Linked DNA regions of Danio rerio: region 1 is linked to region 2. A link is a contact called in public HiCAR-type data. All regions are on one chromosome and are shown on one strand. The core of a region is the stretch at or near the end of the contact, and the rest is flanking DNA. Distances in the headings are between cores, read along the strand shown.

What was found. HiCAR-type assays count read pairs that join an accessible place to other places.
Region 1: a HiCAR-type map of caudal fin shows a contact between it and region 2, with 6 times the contacts expected there. The contact joins two enhancer-like sites. A contact is called at or near these places in 2 of 18 Hi-C or Micro-C datasets (caudal fin and embryo) and 1 of 4 datasets of contacts at active chromatin or transcription factors (caudal fin).

What each region holds. Positions count from the first base shown.
Region 1 is chr18:14,126,853-14,130,789 of GRCz12tu, forward strand. The region is part of intron 10 of tbxas1 (thromboxane A synthase 1 (platelet)); the gene reads left to right. Among named protein-coding and RNA genes, the nearest start is that of parp12a, 70 kb to the right of the region's middle. Within about 2 kb of position 1,254, at least 5 of the 62 cell types and tissues checked have an H3K27ac peak or open chromatin away from gene starts, as enhancers often do. A contact at or near this core is called in caudal fin, where this site is marked.
Region 2 is chr18:13,830,854-13,835,085 of GRCz12tu, forward strand. hipk2 (homeodomain interacting protein kinase 2) reads right to left here. Exons shown (of 15, transcript NM_001099985.4): 11 at 2,671-2,850; 12 at 1,418-1,738. Among named protein-coding and RNA genes, the nearest start is that of si:ch211-1e14.1, 17 kb to the left of the region's middle. Within about 2 kb of position 2,743, at least 8 of the 62 cell types and tissues checked have an H3K27ac peak or open chromatin away from gene starts, as enhancers often do. A contact at or near this core is called in caudal fin, where this site is marked.

The DNA.
Region 1 (3,937 bases), core at 4-2,503, 290 kb after region 2:
TGGGTTGCAGCTGGATGGGCATCCGTTGCATAAAACATATGCTGGATAAGTTGGCGGTTCATTCCATTGTGGCGACCCCGGATTAATAAAGGGATTAAGCCGAAAAGAAAATGAATGAATGAACTTTGATGTACTGTATAATATACAGTACCCTATATAGTTATAAAAATAAAGAAAACAATATTGAGTCATTTGTTTATATTACTAGTATTACTATATTACTAGTAGTATATTAGTTGTAGTGTTATTATAGCAACTATAGAATTACCACCACAGATTAAATTCAAGCACTTTAGTATGGTTCAAAAACACTAGGATTTACTATACATTATGTAGTATTTTTTCATGTGGGATCTCTCAAAGAAAAGAGTTTGCTCTGAGTCGCATTAACGAGTCATTGTATTTTTTTCGAATCTTTTGCCTGCCACTGATCTAAGTGAACATGAATAAAGTCATACAATTGCATAATCATCACCTGCCCACGACATTAAATCAGACTTGGCCACCTGACCAAGCAAAGTAGAGTTGGCTTATGAAAGGGAAGTGTTTATAAGGTCTGATTCAAATGATTCATACCATTGCAAAATGATTCTTATGATAATTGCATTTACTGAGAAAATTGCTATGTTTTCTGATATTTAACTCCAGTACTGTCACTTTAAAATACCAAATGACCTGCTCTAGTATATATTTTAAAAATTATATAAAAAAAAGTGTAGTATAAAAAAAAATGTAATTAAACTGCATAATTTATTCGATGGTTGATTTACAACGAGCGAATCACGCTAACTTGCAATACTTTAGATTTTGAAGTTAACTGACAGGATCCCCAGGATGGAAAATAAACCGGAGAGATGTTTATAAACCCAGTTGCCGTGAAAGTTTTCAAATAAAAGAGCTTATGGCAGAAGTTATAAAAGCAGTAAGCATTACAAGCAGCACAATAAAACTCAAGCTCAGCCTTGGCCTTGTCTCATGACGCCTCATGTCTTAAGCCGAATGTATAGCCAGCAATAACTTAATACTCTCTTTATATCGAGCAGCTGGGGATCTATACACAAAGACATCTGGCCCGGTGTATACCGAAGGTCAGCCTCATCTAGCCTGCTGTTATAATGTCTATCAGCGTTTGGCTCAGAAAGAAAGTGTCTTCAGCTCCTCCTTCAGAGCAGTTTTTATTCTCTAAACGCCCCTCACCGTGTGTGTGCCGCTCTCAGTTTCGACTCCTAAAAGCTTCTCAAATGTCACTCTCCTCACACACCCTGCTTGAGGGCGCTGAAAGTGTTTTGTGCTAAAACGCACCAGAGTGTAACCACTTCTGTGCAGCGCCAAGAGTGTTTACCTGAGAGCCACAAACTGTTTCTGGCGAGAAATAGTATTTAACAAATCTAGAAGCAATTTGGAGTTTGTTTAAGATGCAAAACGGCTCCATAAATTGACAGTTCAGCAGCTAAAAGTGATCTTTTGCTCACCTTGATCTCACGTTTTTTTTTCCAGCCGTAGCTATCAAAAATAATTTGTGCTGTTTGTGTGTTAAGATTTAAATATGGTGCATCAAGACCAATTATCATGCAGCGTGTTTGACTCTGCTGAACTGCAAATGAGATTGAAGAGTAAGCCCAAAGTATGCTTCTGGATTTATTTGTGCACTAGTGTAAGAGAGAAAAAGCTCAAATTGACTGCATGTAAAATAAAAATAAAAACACACACGCAAATTGAAAAACACTAACAATTTAAGAAAACATCATCAATATTTATTGCATATTTTAAATGTTGTTGTGTGTTGCCTGGCACAGGTATCATTTTCACATCATGCATCATGTTGTTTATATAGCAAATGTATTTGTTGGCCTAAGTGAGTGCTGTTCTGAAAAGTAGGTGTTTTATGACGCATTGCTGGCACATCGCTATTTTTTTAACTAAAAGCTGATCTAAATTTAATGTTTTTTTATTAATTTTTTTTTTATTTAAAGAGTGCGTTAATAATAGATGGATCCAAAACATGCATACACATTGCTTATTACACACACAAGGATGCACAGCAGCACAGAAATATGTTTAAAGGTGCCCTATACTGCATTGGTTAAATAAGTTAAATTGTTCTCTGATATCTGTTTAGTAGGTAATAATAATAATAATAATAATAATAATAATAATAATAATAACACATTTTATTTTTTATGCGCTTTCCTCAAACTACAAAAAAAGCGCTGTAAAACAATAAAAACAATAATACAAGAAAACAATTGAATGCCAAAATGCAACAAATTGAATTATTAATTATTTTTAATCGTTAATTAAGAAATCTTCATAAATTAAAAGGAATTTTTAAGTGAGTCTTAAGCGGTTTCTTAAAACAGTCCAGGTAACCGGCGTTCCTACCTCCTATAGTGTTGAGTCTGTAACGAGGATGAAACAGAGTGAGACCCGATGCAGTACGTAAACAGCGAGTAGAAAGTGATCTTCACCATATCACAAATAAAACCAGGAGCAAATCCATGAACTGCTTTGTTTGTAAAAATCTGAGTTTTAAAAGCAACACATGACTTGACAGGTGTAGTTGGCTAACCCCAATTAAACACACCTGATCAAACTAATTGAGTTCTTTAATGCATGTTTGAAACCTACAGGTACGCGTGTTGAAGCAAGGTTGGAACTAAACTGTTGACAGCCCTGAATGAGGGCATAGGCGCTGAAGAAGCCCAGATGATCTTATAAAATTCCTTTCAGAATGACTTGATTCTGGCTGCAATAGCAAGAGAAATGTAACACAATCAAGAAAGAAAAATAGATGTTAAATCTATAGCATATGAAGAATAATATTAACTATTTACTGGTTTGTTTATGCAGCTTTTGTATTTTGTAGCATTTTGATCATATTACGTGTACACCGGAAAAGAGCACCCAAAAATGAAACTTTACCCACCCTCAGGTCATCTAAAATATATGTGACTTTCTTATTAAACATTTTTTGCTGGATTAGATTTAAAATCAACGCACACAAACAAGTCCACATCAATAGTCATAACTTCTGGACACACACTGATGTACTGTGAAGTAAAACGTAGGAAACTGAACTTTATTTATAATATTACTAGCTTTAATCCACACCCTGGACAAACAGATCTGGTGCATGCACGAGTGTTTCACAAACGACCACTACATTTGTGTATGTACTGAGAACTGTTTGCTCATGTGGATTAAAGCTAATGTTCAATTTCTTGCACAGATGGGGCAATTCCCTTCGCAAGACCTCAGTGTATCATCAGGAGCCACATGGACTGGTTTGAATTTGTTTGTTTGTGTTACTTTTTAATCCCAAAAATGGGTGACCATTGACTTGCATTATGGGACTCACAAAGGACAACAGACTCAGTTGAAAATATTGAATTTAATACTGTAGAAATGCAAGAGTGTATGGGTGTTAGTGCTGGGTTGTGGCTGGAAGAGCATCTGCTGTGTAAAACATGTGCTGAATAATTGCCGGTTCATTCCGTTATGGCGATTTCTGATAAATAAACGGACTAACCCGAAAGGAAATGAATGAATAAATACTGAAGAAAAAAATTCACCTACATCTTCGTTGGTCTGAGTAAATTATTACCAATTAATTAATCAGTACCAATAAAATAATAGCTTCTTTTCATATTATTGGTGAACTATTTCGTTAGGTAAAACGTATTTTTGGCTAGTGTTCCAAAGCAAAAAAAAAAAAAAAGTCATGAAACAACAGGTGCGAATAAATGACTTAAAGTACAAGCAAATGATGAGGACATGCCCCATGAGTAGGCCCACACGGAATCTGCGCGCGCAGAATTCCGCAGATATGTAAATCTAAGTGAATCTAATTGGATTTGCATTTTAAACATTAAACAAAAGTAAAAAAAATAAATAAATAAAATGTTTTTTAGGTTTTGGTTATGATACCTTTTTAAAA
Region 2 (4,232 bases), core at 1,493-3,992:
CAATGAATGAATGAATGGCAGCTTCTAAAATTGTCCTAGAGGCATCTCCTTTTTGCCCAGTGAGCCTACCCTGTGTTTCATTTGCTATTTTAAGCTATTTTTAAAAGATAAATATAATGTATAAAACTATACATTATTTATATTACTTCATAATACCTATAAATCTGATAAGCTTTTTATATTAATGCACAATGCACAGATATTGATGTTTCACAATGTTTTTACACTACATTATTTGAATCTACCAAGCTTAGCTTACAAAATTTGCAATGTTTACATTATTTTATTTACATTAAATCTAAATCCTAAACATCAAAAATGACAACAGATAGTAAAGATTTAATTCATTTCAGTTTAATGTTATCGATTAATGAACTTACTTGACAGATTTCATTCATTCATTTTCCTTCTGTTTTTTCCCTGATTTATCACAACGTCATGAAGCACCACTTGCTTGACAGATTTATATATTTTAAGTTTCAGGTGGTTTGTGTAATGTGTTTAATGTTTGGTAAAATAATTTCTAATGGCATCTTCATTTTTAGCTAATTACACTGTCTTGTTCCAATAGGTGGATTTTGAGGGTTTTGCATAAAAAGCAGATGTGGATTTAGCTGGTTTTAATGGTTTATGCAATATTCCAGTTTTGCGCAAAGTATAATTCGCGTCTTTGGATGGAAGCATAGCTAATAGCTACCAGTTTCAAACATTCTTAAAAATATCTTCTACTGTGTTCAACAGAAGAAGAAAACTCAAACAAGTCTGGAATAAGCATAATGATGGGTTCCACACAATTGATTTGTGTTGGGACAACATGAAGGAACTAAGTTACCTTGTTTGTTTTTCTAAATTTAAGTAGATTGAACATAAAACAATTAAGTTGTCCTAAAAAACCTCAAGAATTGTATCATTTCATTTATTCATCCAATCATTTATTCATTCATTCATTCATTTATTCATTCATTCATTTTCTTTTCAGCTTAGTTAGTGGTTCATTCAGCTGTGGCGACCCCAGAATAATAAAGGGGCTAAGCCAATAACAAATAATAAATAAATGATTTTTTTAAAGCTAATTAATTAAACTAACAAGTAACTCACATTATATTTTCAAAACAGTAACTTAAATATTATTACTTTAAAAAAAAAAAGTAATGAGTTACTTTACACTTTGAAAATTAAATGATTGTTGATGCTGCAAAATTAATTAATCATTAAACAGCTTGGGTTCATATTCTTTAAATAAAGCAACTCTACAGATGACAATAGTCTCCTCATCTAGCTAAGTTCTATTCAATAATCCAAACATTAACACAATCTAATCAATTCCTACTGGAAAAAAAAAACAGATTATGCCCTACATCATTTCCCGCTTTAGCTCACAAATATGTCTCATTACAGCTCGACCCATTTTTCTGACCTGGTGTTAGTGGGTTGTTTGAGGTCATCCTCCTCATCCGTGTCACTGCTGATGGTGATGATGCTGACCGCTGGGCTCGGGGTGTCGGGGATGATGATGGTTTGGCGTGGTGGGTTGTGTTGACCGTGGTGGTCTCGAGTAGTGCTACATGCCTGTTCACCTCCCCATCCACCGCCTGTGCAGGTCTGTGATGGGACGCAGGTGGAGGGAGGGCCGTTTTGAACCACGGCACAGCGAGGCGGGGTGTTCTCTTTCACCCGTTTGGAGCGCTGAGGTGATGTCACCGGCTGGGTGGAGGACACGTCGTACGCTGACATGTTCCTGTGAAAGAAAAATATCAGTACTTTTGTAATATATTTATTTAATAAGGGTGAGCAAATGATTATTTCAGTTTTGGGTGAACTATCCATTTAAGTGAGCTATTTAGAGAAATAAAAACATTGATAAAAATGACAGAACACTTGTAAATGTACCCGCAAGTTGTTGCTGTTAATCTGGTGTCTGCTGGCAAATTCCTGAATTATCTGACAAGCCCTATTTAACTGGCAGCTTAACTTTCCAGTTTTCACTGACTTGGCAAGATGGTAAGCTGTTCTAAAGTGTCTGAAACCTAAAGCCATCCTAAAGGGACTACAGCAACATGTGGAGTCTTCCCTGTGCATCACTAATGTGAAAGACTAGTAATGTGCTGTGGCTGCAGATGTGCTGTCATTCAAGGGCCTGTCCACTTTCTGCTCATGTTTGCCTCCAGTAGTGTAACCTTCAGATATTTTAGTTGTGTATTCCCTTTTTATACTACAATTGCTTTAAAGGGATAGCTGACCATAAAACAAAAAATTTCTATCATTGTTTACTCTCCCTTCACTTGTCACAAACCTGCTTAAGTTTCGTTTTACTGCTAAAAATAAAAGAAGAATGCTAGAAACCAGTAACTATTGACTTCCATAATATTATTATTATTATTATTTTAAGTGATTGGTTACCAAATTCCAGCTTTCTTCAAATACTGTCCTAATAGTTCATCAGAATCAAGAAACCAGAGCAGCAATTGAGGGTGAGTAAACAGTAATTTTTCATTTTTAGGTAAACTATCCCTTTAATCCCAGTGATTCTTGTGCCACCCCATCCCAAAAAAGTTTTTTCGTCAAAGTTGAACACTTAAAACAATATCCTGTCTGATTTCCACCAAATCTAAACACAGTAAATCTGGTGCATTTTTGTTGCTTGTTTGTTTAAAGTAAGGGATATCTGACCTGTTGTTCATCTGGTGCTGCTTGTTCTTTTTGGAGTTTGATTGGTTGTTGGATGGCTGTCTCATGACATGAGCCACACCCACATTAAGAGGTTGCTGAGGGGGCAGGGTGACGTGACCTGCCAGTAAGGCTGGCTGTTGCATAATGGGATTGTAATGGCTGCCATGGGGATGGGAATTCCTGAAACAAACAAAACAAGCATGATTAAAAAATGTCCTTTTATGAGTGCAGAAATGTTTCAAAGTGTGGAATTGGCAAGAGCTTGTAATGTTTTTATAAAAAGTAAAGCATCTTTCTCACCAAGGTTGCAGTTTTTTTTTTAAAGAACAGTTACATTTTAATTTCTTTCTGAAATCAAAAAAGTTGATATTTCAGTATTTCTTTACTCGCCAATATCACGTGATCCAACAGAGGTTTTTCTAATATGCTGATTTGATGCACAATTCACATTTCTTACTATTTTCACTGTTAAAAATGGTTGAGCTGTTTATCCTATACAGTCTTCCACCAGAAAACATCTTCACAAGAACAGCAGTTGTTGTAAACATTTAAATGTCATAAATGTAATGCATTCTTGATTAATAAAATAAAACCTAATCCCAAACTTTAAGCACTAACATTAAGGACACACTTAACTACAAGCTTTAATCAATGTTAGTAAAATTGAAATGAACTAAAAATGAACTAAAATACTTGTACAGCATTTATTATTAATAACACTTACTAATGCATTATTAAAATTTAAAATTGTGCTTGTTAACATTAGTTAATGCACTATGAGTAAAAATGAACACATTAACTAATGTTGCTAATTAATGTAGATAGAATAATGTCTGTATTCTGTCAACCCTCCTGTTTTTCCCGAGATTCTCCTGTATTTTAGTTCTATCCTGCTAACATCCCGTAAAGGTATTTTCCCATATTTTCGTTCTTTCTATGAAGGGTGGCAATAAACATTAAGAGCCGATCCTCCCTATATGCAACCCATACCGCTGAGCCACCAGGGGGCGCCCATTGCTATTCAATGCGAGTCTGTTCTGTGCATTCGTTTTATTTAGGCAAGAAAACACGAAAGAAAATATACAAATGGCACGATTCCCTTCTTTTTCATTACAGCAAAATGAAAACGCACCCCTCGACGCACTCTATAGTGATAAATAGACGTTTTTTCCCAAACAGATTCTGCACATACGATTTGAAGTGGAGCGAAAGTCTGGGTTTTGGGTGCATGTTTGAACAGACGTATCCACATAATTAATAATAATAACATCTAAAGATGTCGATCTTGGTGGGGGTTTTTTTCAAACACAACTAATTTTGTGTTAAATGAGCATAAAATTTTTTTTTAAAGTGCATCTTTTAAAGTGACGCCTATCAAAAATCTAAATGAATAATATTTATTCGTTGCTGTTTAATCAGAATGTGTAATTTATACAGTGAAGAACAGATTAATGAGATTTGATAACTTGATTCTATTTCTTTATAGTAGCTATTAATTTTAATAAGCTAAACTGTTTGCTAATTTATTTGCTGCTAATGTATACTATTTATTTTTTCCTTTG